3 separate regions of the Zea mays genome follow, and all the other regions are linked to region 2. A link is a contact called in public Hi-C data. All regions are on one chromosome and are shown on one strand. Each heading gives the region's core, a stretch centred on a gene start, on an enhancer-like site or on the middle of the called end of the contact. The rest is flanking DNA. Distances are from core to core; before and after follow the strand shown.

What was found. A called contact is a pair of places that touch in the nucleus more often than the background predicts.
Region 1: a Hi-C map of tassel shows a contact between it and region 2, with 2.3 times the contacts expected there. The contact joins the enhancer-like site here to the promoter of LOC103650492 in region 2. A contact is called at or near these places in 3 of 25 Hi-C or Micro-C datasets (ear, endosperm and tassel).
Region 3: a contact with region 2 is called in a Hi-C map of ear, with 2.2 times the contacts expected there. The contact joins the promoter of LOC103650493 here to the promoter of LOC103650492 in region 2. A contact is called at or near these places in 2 of 25 Hi-C or Micro-C datasets (ear and endosperm).

The regions. Positions count from the first base shown.
Region 1 is chr3:123,566,481-123,570,641 of Zm-B73-REFERENCE-NAM-5.0, forward strand. No RefSeq gene overlaps it. Among protein-coding and RNA genes, the nearest start is that of LOC100273918, 74 kb to the left of the region's middle. Within about 2 kb of position 2,846, at least 19 of the 20 cell types and tissues checked have an H3K27ac peak or open chromatin away from gene starts, as enhancers often do. A contact at or near this core is called in ear and tassel, where this site is marked.
Region 2 is chr3:123,757,413-123,761,786 of Zm-B73-REFERENCE-NAM-5.0, forward strand. LOC103650492 (DEAD-box ATP-dependent RNA helicase 9) reads right to left here and starts at 2,028. Exons shown (of 7, transcript XM_008676079.3): 1 at 1,519-2,028; 2 at 897-1,024; 3 at 387-795. The coding sequence starts at 1,878.
Region 3 is chr3:123,891,029-123,895,197 of Zm-B73-REFERENCE-NAM-5.0, forward strand. LOC103650493 (patatin-like protein 3) reads right to left here and starts at 1,349. Exons shown (of 3, transcript XM_008676080.4): 1 at 138-1,349. The coding sequence starts at 1,091.

The DNA.
Region 1 (4,161 bases), core at 1,596-4,095, 190 kb before region 2:
CCCTCCTACTGATCAGGGGTTCGAAGGCTGGCCTCTCGGAAGGGTTCGACAGCTGCCCTAGAGCACTCGGGCTCCGCACCCTCTACTGATTAGGGGTTTGAAGGCTGGCCCCTCGGAAGGGTTCGACAGCTGCCCCAGAGCACTCGGGCTCCGCGCCCTCTACTGACCAGGGGTTCGAAGGCTGGCCCCTCGGAAGGGTTCGACAGCCGCCCCAGAGCACGCAGAGTGAGGGATGACTCTGGGTACGTCCGTTACATGGCCGAGGCTCGGGCTACGCTCCCGAGGTACCCTAGGACATTTCTGAGACCAGCAGGAGCGATTTTGTAACGGAATCCCACCAGAGGGAGGCATCGAGCCCTCGGACCCTATCGAATGGGTCCGGGTCCGGCAAATCACCTGCAGGTACTTTTGGAGCGCGCCTCTCGGCCACTAGCTGACCCTTATCGAACGGGGCACGAGCGTCCACTCGGATCACCCGTTAGCAACTCACTGGAGACATCATGTTCGGCGCCCTCCGAGGGCAACATGGCGCTTTCCCCCCCCCCCCCTTCCTCCTTGCGGAAAGGCGACGAAGGGGTGTATAATAAAAGTCGAGACAGTCCTTGATCGTCCTCTCGCTCCGTGTAGAGGCTCGGGGGCTGCTCTCGCAACCCGGCTACGGCCAAACCGTTTACAGCATCAACAAACTAGCCTAAAAACTCGGAACCTGACCATGCACCCGGGCTACGACCAGGCCGCATGAGGGAACAACAAGGCCGGCCGAAGCATCACGAAAAGCATTAAGACGTCAGAGGAGTCAAACCACTCCTCCGAGGCCTCGGGGGCTACACCCGGCGGGTGCGCTCGCGCGCACCCACCGGAACAAAGTATAACCGAGAAAGGCAGGTCCCCTCGCAAAAAAGTGCGGCAAAGCCTCCAAGCGAGTACCAACACTCCCTTCGAGGCTCAAGGGCTACTGTCGGGTACCGTAATTAGGGGTACCCCCAACACTCCTAAACACGGCTAGTAAGCACCCTCAGCACAAACCGAAAAGACTGATGGGCACGATTCAGGTCAAGACCTCGTCTACCAAGGGACGCAATCTCGCCTCGCCCGAGCCCGGCCTCGGGCGAGAACAGTAGTCCTGGACGAATTCATGACTCGCCCGAGGGCCTCCTCAGGCAGTGGGCGCACCCTCGGCTCGCCCGAGGCCCAACTTGGGCAGGCTTCATCGAGAAGTAACCTTGGCTAAATCGCCTCACCAACCGACCGTATCGCGGGCGCATTCAATGCGAGGATCGCCTGACACCTTATCCTGACATGCACGTCTCAGTTGGCAGGGTCGAAGTGACCGCAGTCACTTCGCCCCTTTACTGTCCGATCTGACAGGAAAACAGCGCCGCTCACCCCGCTCCGACTGCTGTGCCAGCCACCCGGGCAAGGCTGACAACAACAAGTTCAGCCTCGGACGCAACAGGAAGCTCCGCCTCGCCCGACCTTAGGCCTCGGCCTTGGGAGGAGGTCTCCGCCTCGCCCGACCCCAAGACTCGGCCTCAGCGTCGGCCTCGGGAGGAATCGCATCCTCGCCCGACCCCGGCCTCGGCCTCAGGAGAAGTTTCCTCCTCGCCCGACCTTGGGCTCGGACCGACCGCGCCACAGGGGATACATCATTACCCTACCCCTAGCTAGCTCAGGCTACGAGGGAACAAGACCGACGTCCCATATCTGGCTCATCCTGGTAAACAGGTAATGATGGCTCCCCGCGTGCGTCCATGACGACGGTGGTTCTCAGCCCCCTACATAAGCAAGGAGACGTCAGCAGGATCCTGGCAGCACCGCTAGATGTGCTTCTACAGGGCCCAGGCACTTCTTCGACGACCACGTTATCGCGTACGCAGAGCTCAAGCACTTCCCCGACAGCCACGTTGGCATGTACACAGGGCTCAGACACTTCTCTGTCAGACACGTTAGCGCCTAGCTACACCCCCATTGTACATCTGGACCCTCTCCTTGCATCTATAAAAGGGAGGTCCAGGGCCTTCATGAGAAAGGGTCGCGCGGGCGGAGGGACGAGCAAACGAACAGGCTCACTCTCTCTCGCGCGAACGCTTGTAACCCCTACTACGAGCACCCCCTGGTGCGAGATAACACGAGCCGCCGTTTTCCCTCTTGTGTTCCATCTTGCGCCAACCCATCTGGGAAGGGACATGCAGCGACAAAATTCACTGGTCGGCCCGGTTGAGGGTCCCCCGGGGTCCGAAACGCCGACAAAAAGGCTTTCAACCTATTTATCTATTATTCCCTTTATAAACTATAAAGTTAGAGCACTCCCTGAAATTAGTTAAAAAATAATAATAATGAAGATTATATGTTAACTCCTCCTAAAACTTAATGAGTAATAAATATTTAAGCATGAACGGAATTTTACTTTTACATTCAAATAGTTCTTCTTAATGGGGTGTGACCGTGTGAGTTCCATAAATAAAGCATTCCACTAAAATAAATTATTAAAATAATGCAAAATATATGAATATTGCTGCATCATGCTGGGTATTTTTGGTTGCGCATTTAAATTGAGTTCAAAATTTTAACGGCAGATTAAATCAAAACTTGAAGTTAGAATTTAGAACACTAAAAGAAATCTAAACAAATTGGAAAGAGAGGACATACCTCGTTTTGGGCTTGAAACCTCTCCTCGACCCAACTCCCTCTCGGCGTCCACCCTGTCCTGATGGGCCAAATATGCCTCGCTGGCCCATTACGTTTCCCTCCTTTTTCTTTTTCCAGTGTGTATGGCGCGCGGGCCCCGCCTCGTCAGCTCTGGCTTTCCTCAGCCCGAACGTCTTTTGCCGCTGACGACTGGGGCCGGGTCGTCAGCCTAATCAGCCGCTCCGCGCCACGTTCCCTTAACCCTGATAAACGGGCCCAGCTGTCCAGAGTCTTCTTCCTAGACAAGATTGCACAGATGCCACAACAAACTTCACCAGAAAATGGGTAACCCCGACCCCGACCCCGAGTCTTTCGGTCTTGCCCACGCTAGGGTCTATAAAACCAGACGCCGAGCAACCCCCCATCATCCCCTAGAGCCGAGAGCAAACCCACCCGGCGCCATAGTAGAAACAGAGAAAGAGCATAGAGAAGCAGTCGCTATGATAGATTCACGTATGGCAGCGTCAGGCCCTCGGTGTGCGCGCAGAATCGTTCCACGGAGGGCACCGAAGTGGGGAGCAGCGTGCGTTAAGGCGAATGGTGGTCGGGCATAGAGGAATTCGTCGCCGGAGCATGCCTTCCAGTGCCGAACCGCAGAACACGTGGGTGGGGTGCCTCGTCGTCCCAACTCCAGGTAAGAGAGCCCTAGAACTACTCGCCTTAGTCTCAGCAATGTGTAGCTAAGTTTCAATTTGAAGGGGATTCATTGAGGGAGCTCATAGTCCGGTCTCGGCCATGGCGCCTCCATGGTGGCCTCGGTCCGAAGGCATTGAGGGGAATAAGGGAGAGAGAGTAGGAGTCGTCGATCTCGATCTGATCGGTCTTGATTAGATAATTAGGACCGCTTCGAAGGGATCAAATATAGATCTCAGATCGTACGGATTGGAGTGGATCTTGGTGTTTAAAATCTAGCCTGTCGATCTTTGATCCTGCAGATAGCGTTGCGTGCTGGTCCAACCTTAGGTTCGATCTAATCTGAGCGGTTGGTCGTTGATCGGATGGCTCAGCCCGTCTGATACCCTTTTGACCTCGTAACAAAAAAGCCCTCAACTTTTGGTTAAACAAACCCGCCGTCCTCAGCCATTGGGGATTCTTACATCTAGGTCCCTGAAACTTGTAAAACATCCCCTGGGTTTATAAAGGAATTGTAGAAACTGATTTATAGTATAAAAATAATTGTAGAAGGTTAGAAAAATCATATCTTCCGCGTTTTTACTCTGATTTGACATGTTCAAGTTGCGTTAGATTTGTAATGGGATTGCCTAGAACAAAGAGGGGGAATGACAATGTTTTTATCGTTGTCGATCGTTTTTCAAAGATGGCACATTTATACCCTGTCACAAAACTGATAATGTTTCACATGTTGTTGATTTGTTCTTCACTGAGATTGTGTGTTTGCATGGTGTGCCAAATACTATTGTTTCTGATAGGGATGCTAAGTTTTTAAGTCATTTTTGGAGAACCTTGTGGTTT
Region 2 (4,374 bases), core at 778-3,277:
GAAATATATACCCAACCAACTGGACTAGATTCGTCTCGTCTTTTAATCTTCGGCTGACAAATTAGTTTTATAATCCGACTACATTTAATACCCGGAACGGAGGTTCAAACATTCGATGGGACAGGGGCTAAATTTTAGCGGGGTGTAACCAAACACCCCCTCAATATGAACATAACTTAAAAGCACTTGCAGAGATGGGACCCCAACAATCAAACGTAGTCAAATCGGTCGGTTTAGTTCCCAATTTAAACAAGCAACAAGATAATACAAAGTATGCAACATAAACAGGTCCAGAAATGGTTCCACATTTTGTTCATCGAAGTTAAAGTTACGAAGTCAAGCAATAAATGTGTGTGAACAGAAGTAACACTAGAAGTTGCACTCACAAGGTCCACTGTAACAGGACTGTTGAGGAACTTCTGTGTGAGCTTCCGTATCCATGTTGGCATTGTCGCAGAGAACATCAATGTTTGATGTTGCGGGGGCACTCTCTCCAAAATTGTTTCAACGTCTTTATCGAACCCGACGGACAACATCTGATCTGCTTCATCGAGAACAACAAACCGGATCTCTGCCAAACTAAGAGCACCCCTTTTTAGCAGATCAATCACACGTCCAGGTGTCCCAATGACCACATCAACACCATAATTAAGTTGTTTTATTTGCTGCATAATTGGAGTCCCTCCATATACACACAGCGTTTCCAAAGGGGAGGAATCAAGGAACTCCCTCTCAACCTGTTTTGCAAGTTCTCTTGTTGGCGCCAAGACAATAGCCAATGGAAACTTACCAGGCCTGTAAATCAACAACAATTATATGCAAGATGAGAACGGACCGAAAAGGAACAAATGAAGAATGCTTTACATGTGTACGTTGTTAGGAAGAACCAATCTTACTTGTACTTCTCGTTGTGACGAATAATTGCATCCATTATGGGGATTCCAAATGCCAAAGTTTTACCAGTCCCCGTTTTGGCACGACCAACCATGTCCCTTCCTTGCATTACTGGCTCAAGGACAGCCCTCTGTATAGTGAAACAGAAGGCAAAACTCACTATGAAATAGGTAATGATCTAAAAGAAATGTGTTGATTCATAGAATTGCAAGGCATTCCTTCATCATTTGTAATCTGGCGCCTCAACATAATTAACAAACAGTAGCAATTCTAGTATTTTCATCCAACCATCAAGCCAAGGTAGTGATGCAAACTGAAATGTCATGACCAGAAAAGCGTGATTTTTATTCGCTGCCGTACATAAGCAGTAAAATTACGACCAATGTGAACTTGTAAACAACACTCCACCTTTTCCCGCTATATAATATAAAAAGAATAAATAAAAAGGAAAGCAATTTTCTCATATTATGGCTATAAATGAGCTGCTTAATTCACTGCAATCACTAATCAAACATCGAATTCACCTATATAGCCCTAATGTCAACGAAACAGAGCAGGACAAAAGCAGCTTGGCACACGCATGATTCGAACGTAAAAGGTAGAGATTCCAGCGCTCCACGTTACCTGGATAGGGAACAGCTTGGTGATGCCCTTGCTGGCGAGCCTTTCGACGATCTTGGACGAGATCCCGAGCTTGGCAATCTCGAGCCCCTCAGCCGCCGGGCCGCCGGCCGGCGCCCTACTGTCGTCCTCATAGAACAAACCTTCCTCCGCAGCGAACTCCGCGCGCGCCGCCAACTCTGTGGTATCCCGGAAACCAAGCCACGCCGGCGAGGAGTGGAACCACGCGGCCGCCGGGAGCGGCGTCGGCGCCCGCGGGGCTACAGCTCCCAGCGCCGCCGGCTGCTGCTGGAGCAGCGCGGCGGCGAGCGCGGACACGGCACGCCGCCTGAGGGGCGCCGCGCGGCGGAGGACGGCGTACATGGCTGTACCGCTTCGGCGTCGGCGGCGGCGGCGGCGGCGGCTAGGGTTTAGGGTTTTGTGAGGGTGGCTGTCGTATGGGGAGGGGACGGACGAGGCGAGACGACGAGAAGCGGAATGGGTTAAATGGCGCAGGGGTAAGAGATATTTCTGTGCTCATGGACGGTGTCTACACTCCTCACTGATGAAGCTTACACGTGGGGTCAAGGATGCACCGGCACAGTGTGGCCCGCATGTCAGTGTTTAATGAATGGTGAGAGGTACTTCTTGGAGGAAAAGTAATGGCGGTTGGGTTACGGCGATGGGCTTTGTTGATCGTTTTGGCAAAGTGAGCAGGGAACGTGTGATAATGGGCCTTTTCTACAGAAGTTTCAGCGCGTTGGGGTTGGGCCCTCTATGCGCGTGCGAATGGCCCGGGTAACCTATTGGACCCCGCAGGAGTTGGGTTGGCCCCTTTTTATGCGCGTGTGAATGGCCCGAGTGAACTGTTGGGCCCTTTACCATATCGCCACTGGAATGACACTTCCACACATGGTCGCAGTCGCTCTTTGTTTTGCACCAGGCAGCATAGCCCACACGGTGCTGCACAATCTTTAGAGCTAGTTTGGTAATCATATTTTTCCCGAGTTAGTTTGATAACTATATTTTCCCAAGAGATTTTAACTTTTTCATGAAAATTAGTTTATTTTTTCTTAGGAAAATAGAAATCCCTTAGGAAAATGGAGCTTCTAAACTAGCCCTTAGAGCATCTCCAGCAGTTTTGTAAAAAGGAAGTCTCTAAAGGCACATGTAAGGAGTTGCTAAATAATCATAGGAAGTTAAAAAAAATATGTGTCGGGTACCGTAATTAGGGGTACCCCCAATACTCTTAAACGCGGCCGAAAAACATCTTCAGAACAAACCATACACGGCTGATAAAACGCGGTTCAAGTCAAGGCCACATCTACCGAGGGACGCGACCTCATCCGAGCCCAGCCTCGGCCTCGGGCGGGAACAGTAGTCACGGGCGGATTCACGCCTCGCCCGAGGGTCCCCTCAGCCAGCAGACGCACCCTCGGCTCGCCTGAAGCCTAGCTTGGGCAGACTTTGTCGTGCAGCAACCTTGGCCAAATCGCCTTACCAGCCGACCGTATCGCATGCGCGTTTAATGCGGGGATCACCTGACACCTTATTCTGACACGCGTGCCTCAGTCGGTAAGGTCGAAGTGACCGCAGTCACTTCGCCCCTTTACTGACCGATATGACAGGAAAACAGCGCGGTTCGTCCCGCTCCGGCTACTGTGCCAACCACCAGGATAAAACTGAGTTACGATCTCCCACGAGTTTGGCCTTGGGCGCAACAGGGAGCTCTGCCTCGCCCGACCTCAGGCCTCGGCCTCGGAAGAAGATCTCCGCCTCGCCCGACCCCCGGGCCTCGGCCTCAGCCTCGGCCTCGAGAGGAGTCACAACCTCGCCCGAGCCCAGCCTCGGCCTCAGGAGAAGTCTCCGCCTCGCTCGACCTGGGCCTCGGACCGACTACGCTACAGGGGATACATCATTACCCTACTCCTAGTCAGCTGCCTCAGGCTATGAAGGAACAAGACCGATGTCCCATCTAAGGTTACTCCGGTAACAGGTAATGATGGTTCCCCACATGCGCCCATGACGTCGGTTGCTCTCAAACCCCCTACGGAAGCAAGACAACGTCAACAGGATCCATGCCGCGCCGACAGCTGTGCTTCTACAGGGCTCAAGGGACTTCTCCGACGACCACGTTAGCTCGTGTACATGGCTCAAGGCGCTTCTCCGCCAGCCACGATAGTACATAGCTACACCCCCTTGTACAGCTGGGCATCTCCTTGTATCTATAAAAGGGGATGTCCAGGGCCTTCCTAAGGCACGTCGTGGACACACGTTGGAGGTCGTGGGCAGACGTTGCAACACTGACAACATGGGACGTCGGGGACAGACGGGGAGACGCGCAGGGACTCTCTCTCTCTCTCCCTCACTCGCTCTCGCCCTCGCTCCCTCACGACGCTTGTAACCCCTACTACGAGCACCCCGGTGCGAGATAACATAAGCCACATTTCCCTCTTGTGTTCCATCTTGCATCAACCCATTTGGGCAGGGACACACAGCAACAAATTTATTGGTCGGTTGACGGTCCTCGCGGCGAAACGCCGACAGTTGGCGCGCTAGGTAGGGGCTCGCTGCGTGTTAACGAACACTTTCTCGTTGAGTTCCAGATAGGTAGCCTCCAGCAGCCTCTTCAGCCGGGGACGCTGCTCCGCTTCGGGAGTCTCGAGTTCATGTCCCTTGACGGCAGCTACGACATGGTACTCCTCCCCCGCAGCGCGACAACAACAACGGTCGTCGACTCGCCCGGCGACGGCGAACCCGACGACGTCTTCCCACCGTGGCAGAAGAGGAACACCTGGGTTTGCCCCGCCACCCTCCTCGCCGGAGGAGGAGGAGACGGGGCAACCGTGGCCATGCAGGAGGCGGCACCTCGTCGGCTGT
Region 3 (4,169 bases), core at 99-2,598, 130 kb after region 2:
GCCGGGGCGCCGGTCAGTGCTTTTTATTACCACGAGTATGAGATCAAAACCAAGATAAATTTCGACGGCAGCCGTGTGTGGTGTACTGACGAATCAATCAGGGGAGGCGGAGCGCCGGAGCGGGGGTTGGTTCTTACCATGTCGGCGACGCCCTCGGCGGTGAGGCGTACCATCTCGGCGGGCGACGGCGAGCGCGGCGGGATGGGCGTGCGCCAGCCGGCGGAAGGTGCGGCGCCGGCGGAGCATCCCGAGCCGATGGAGACGACGAGGAGGTCGTCGACGCCGGCGGCGAGCGGGAACTCGTGCTTGTTGTGGAGCACGTGCGTGATGGCGGCCGCGGTGGGGTTGCCCATGGCGGCGACGCCGCCGGACGCGGCGGCGATGGCCGTGCGCCCGTCCACCGACCGCACGGCCGCCGCGGCACCACCACCGGCGCAGGTGGCGGCGCACACGTCACGGAGCCGGAAGTCGAAGCTGTCGCTCTCCACGGCGTCGGCGCGGGAGAAGAGGAAGGGCGCCGCCGTGGCCAGGTCGTAGCAGGGGACCAGCAGCGGCGCCACGGTGTCCCTGAGCGTGGCGTCCCCGAACACGCGCCGCAGCGGCGACGGCCTCTCCCCGCGCCGGAACAGCGCGGCCCACCTGCTCCGGAGCCCGCCGCCGACGCCGCCGCCCCACCCGCCGTGCCTCCCGAGGCTGGACGCCACGAACGCCAGCGCGTCGGCCGCCGTGTACCGCGCCCTCCCGTCGTCGCCCCGCAGCAGCAGCATCGCGGCCAGCACGCCCCCGGCGCCGGCCCCGGCCGCGGCGTCGAAGAAGTCGGCGACGCGCGCGTCGGGGTCCCCCGCGCGCGCCCGCAGCGCGGCCTCCAGCCTCGCCAGCGCGGCCGCCGCCAGCAGCGCGTCGCCGGGGCCCGGCCCGCACCCGTCGATCGCCAGCACCCGCACCCTGCCCCTGTCCCTGTCCTCGCCGGGGCCCGGCCGCCCCGGCGTGCCCGGCACGGAGCCGGCGCCGAAGAGGAACTTGCTCTCCAGCAGCGAGAAGATCTCGTAGCTGAGCTTGCCCAGGTCCACGTCGGGCGGAGGCGACGCCATAGCTGCTGCAGCTGGCGGGTGATGGGAGGTGGTGGGACGGGAGGGTTGGGAGGAGTAGGAGAGCGGCGAGCCGTCGGTTGAGGTGGTGATGGCTCGACTGCTCAGCGCGCGCTCGCGGCCTGCTTATAGATGGCCGCACTGCAGCCACCAGTCAAGCGTTGCGTCTCTACTCTCAGCTGCGCTGCGCCACGCCGCCACGAGAAAGAGGCGGGTTTCACTGAAACCGTGTCCCGTAGAGGTTGGCGTAGACACGCGCACACGTGGAGTGGAGAGCGGCGCATCGGCTGACGGGCCGAGGAGACCGCCCGCCGACGGCCCGCACAGCGGCGTGTCGCACTCGCCATTAGCTGGCAGCCTGGCACGTGGACGGGTTGTCTAGTTCGCTGACTGGCATGTGGACCGTAAGCGGCGGGCCCATCGTGTCAGTGTTGTAGCGGTGGAGCGCACGTGTGGCGGCGTGACCGACGGGATGCCGGTGCGGTGGGGCCGCGCAGTTCTACTTACGTAGGCCCGGTGTGTCAGAATCCATTCCTGCACATATCCGGGCTGCGTCAGCATGCCATTGTGTACTCTGAAGCGTACGGTGCTCCGTTTTCGGCACCGAGAAAATAACGCATCTGAAAGTTAGGTCATGTTCATTTACTTCCAGAGTTATATAATACAGATTATATAATGATTTGTTTATAGATTATGGCCCTGTTTGTTTCGGCTTCTGGCAGCTTCTTGCCATCAAAAGCTGCTGCGGACTGCCAAACGCTCAGCTTTTCAGCCAGCTTCTATAAAATTCGTTGGAGCAAAAACCATCCAAAATAAACATAAACATATAATCGGTTGAGTCGTTGTAATAGTAGGAATCCGTCACTTTCTAAATCCTGAGCCCTATGAACAACTTTATCTTCCTCCACACATAATCGTAATAATATTCAGATTCTCCCCACAGCCAGATTCTTCTCACAGCCAGATTTTCAGAAAAGCTGGTCAGAAAAAAGCTGAACCAAACAGACCCTATATAATCTACCTAATAACCTGTATCGTTTGTTTATCCTTTAACCTTTAACTTAGGTAAACTGGTTTATATAATCAATAGAGTAAACAAATAGTTCGGAAGCAATAGCAGTCCAACCTGAGGAAGGTTTCATAGACAACTAAATATCTTATTTAAATAACAATTCATGGCTCATCCCGAAGAAAATGGAGATTTTGGAAGGATTTGATATTTCAAACTAGTTCAAAGCGTGAGTTTAGATTGAGGAATCAATTTATTTTAGATAAAAGTGATTATTTTTAGATGAAGTGGTGTACTATATATTTTTTTCATCGGATATAGTAGAATAGTTCTGTTTATGATGAACTACATGACTCAATATACTCTATAAACCAAACGAAAACAATAATATGATGATAGACCACATATATTATTCCACCAACCAAGCAGTCCTAGGATTTCAACCCCGCGCTCCATTCAAAGGAACCTTGTCGTTCCAACGATGTTTCTAAACAAAACAGTGAAAATTACCTACCGCATTTAAAAAAACTTTGCCTATCACGGAATTGAAATTTTGAAACAAAACGTGGCATCCATGCAATTAAGGACGACGAATCGACGACCCTAAGGACCGGGGCAATCGGTTCAGACCTCAAACTGTACTGCGTCCGTCGTGCCAAGACGAGGTGACAGGCTAGCTGCTAAGACAGCCATGAGCGAGCGACCCGATGGAACAAACAAACAAAAACGATCACGGCCGTGCGAAGAAGGTGCTAGCCTAGCTAGTGACGCTGCAGGGTCCACGGCCAACCTCAAGCTAGATCTCTTGCCTGCCGTTGTGGTCTCTGGGAAGAGCTCGCTCAAAACAAAAGCGTTTTTGTAACTAACCTGCTTGGCATTTGTGGTACAAGTAATCAACATATATTTCCTGTAGCATTAAAGGCTTTCTTCTTGGCATTCGTGGTACAAATTAAATCAACTGCTCCGAGCACTCACTGGCGTTAAGCATTTAATTAAGCTGCTCCTTTTGGATTAGATAGTGCAAACAAACAAACAATTAACCCAACTAATTGTTGAATTGTTCTGCCGGTGGGCTTGGGCCCGGGCCGGGGTTGATGCGTGAAAACCATGGTGTCGGTGTTTTGAACCAACACCAACGAGTAAATTTGTGTATATGTGTTTTGGATCTGGATGGTGTGTTTATTGGACGCATGTAAGATTTATAATGGTTTGGACATAATGTCTCTACTTTCGGTCTTTGGTGGCTCGCGCTGCCAACACCATGTTGTTGATTGCTCGTAGTAGTGGTTACAAGCGATGGCAGAGGGAAGGATCCCAAGTTTCTATACGATGTTGGCTCTCAAGATCTATGTATCGGATGCTTACTACATACCTGGCTAAGTCGTCGAGTGTTGTTGCTGTGTCTTTTGTCCCCTCCGGTGTAGGCCAACCCTCTCCTTTTATAGACTAAGGAGGGGCCAGTTACAAGTGGCTTTCCTCGGAAGGGGTCTCTGCATTGTGGTAAAACGAGTCATTTTACCCTTGGTAAAGGCCCGTCCGTTAGTATTCTCACTCGTCGTCTGAGCTCTCTAATCGTGCTTATTTTAAGTCAGTTGGGACAGCATGCACAGCGGCATGGAGTCTGAGTATCATAAGTACTCTCTCATCTCCATGCTAACCCCTGGTCTTCGTAGCTTGACCCCTGGCTTCCCTCGTCGTGTTATGGGCTCCGTAGGGGAGTCAGGCATATGCCATGAGTGTGACATAGGCCTAGGGATCATAGGTCATAAGTGGGGCTCTAGTCTCGGACGCGTAGGATATGAGTGGAAGGAGGACCGGCTCCTTTGCGTGCCACGGCTTGGTACCATGCGCTGTCAATACAATTGGTCATTAATGGCGGGGCAGTCCATCAGTCAGACATAGAATCCACTCGAGTGGCTCCCTGATAGTCCATCTAACCCATCCTGGTCCTGCCTCGTCCGGCCCCTGAGCTCGGTGCTCCGGGGTCATCTGGGGCGGGTCCTTCCGGGCCAGACTTCTCCTTTGCCTTCCTCCTGACTCGTGGGCTATCAAGATTCTGGGGATCCAATCCT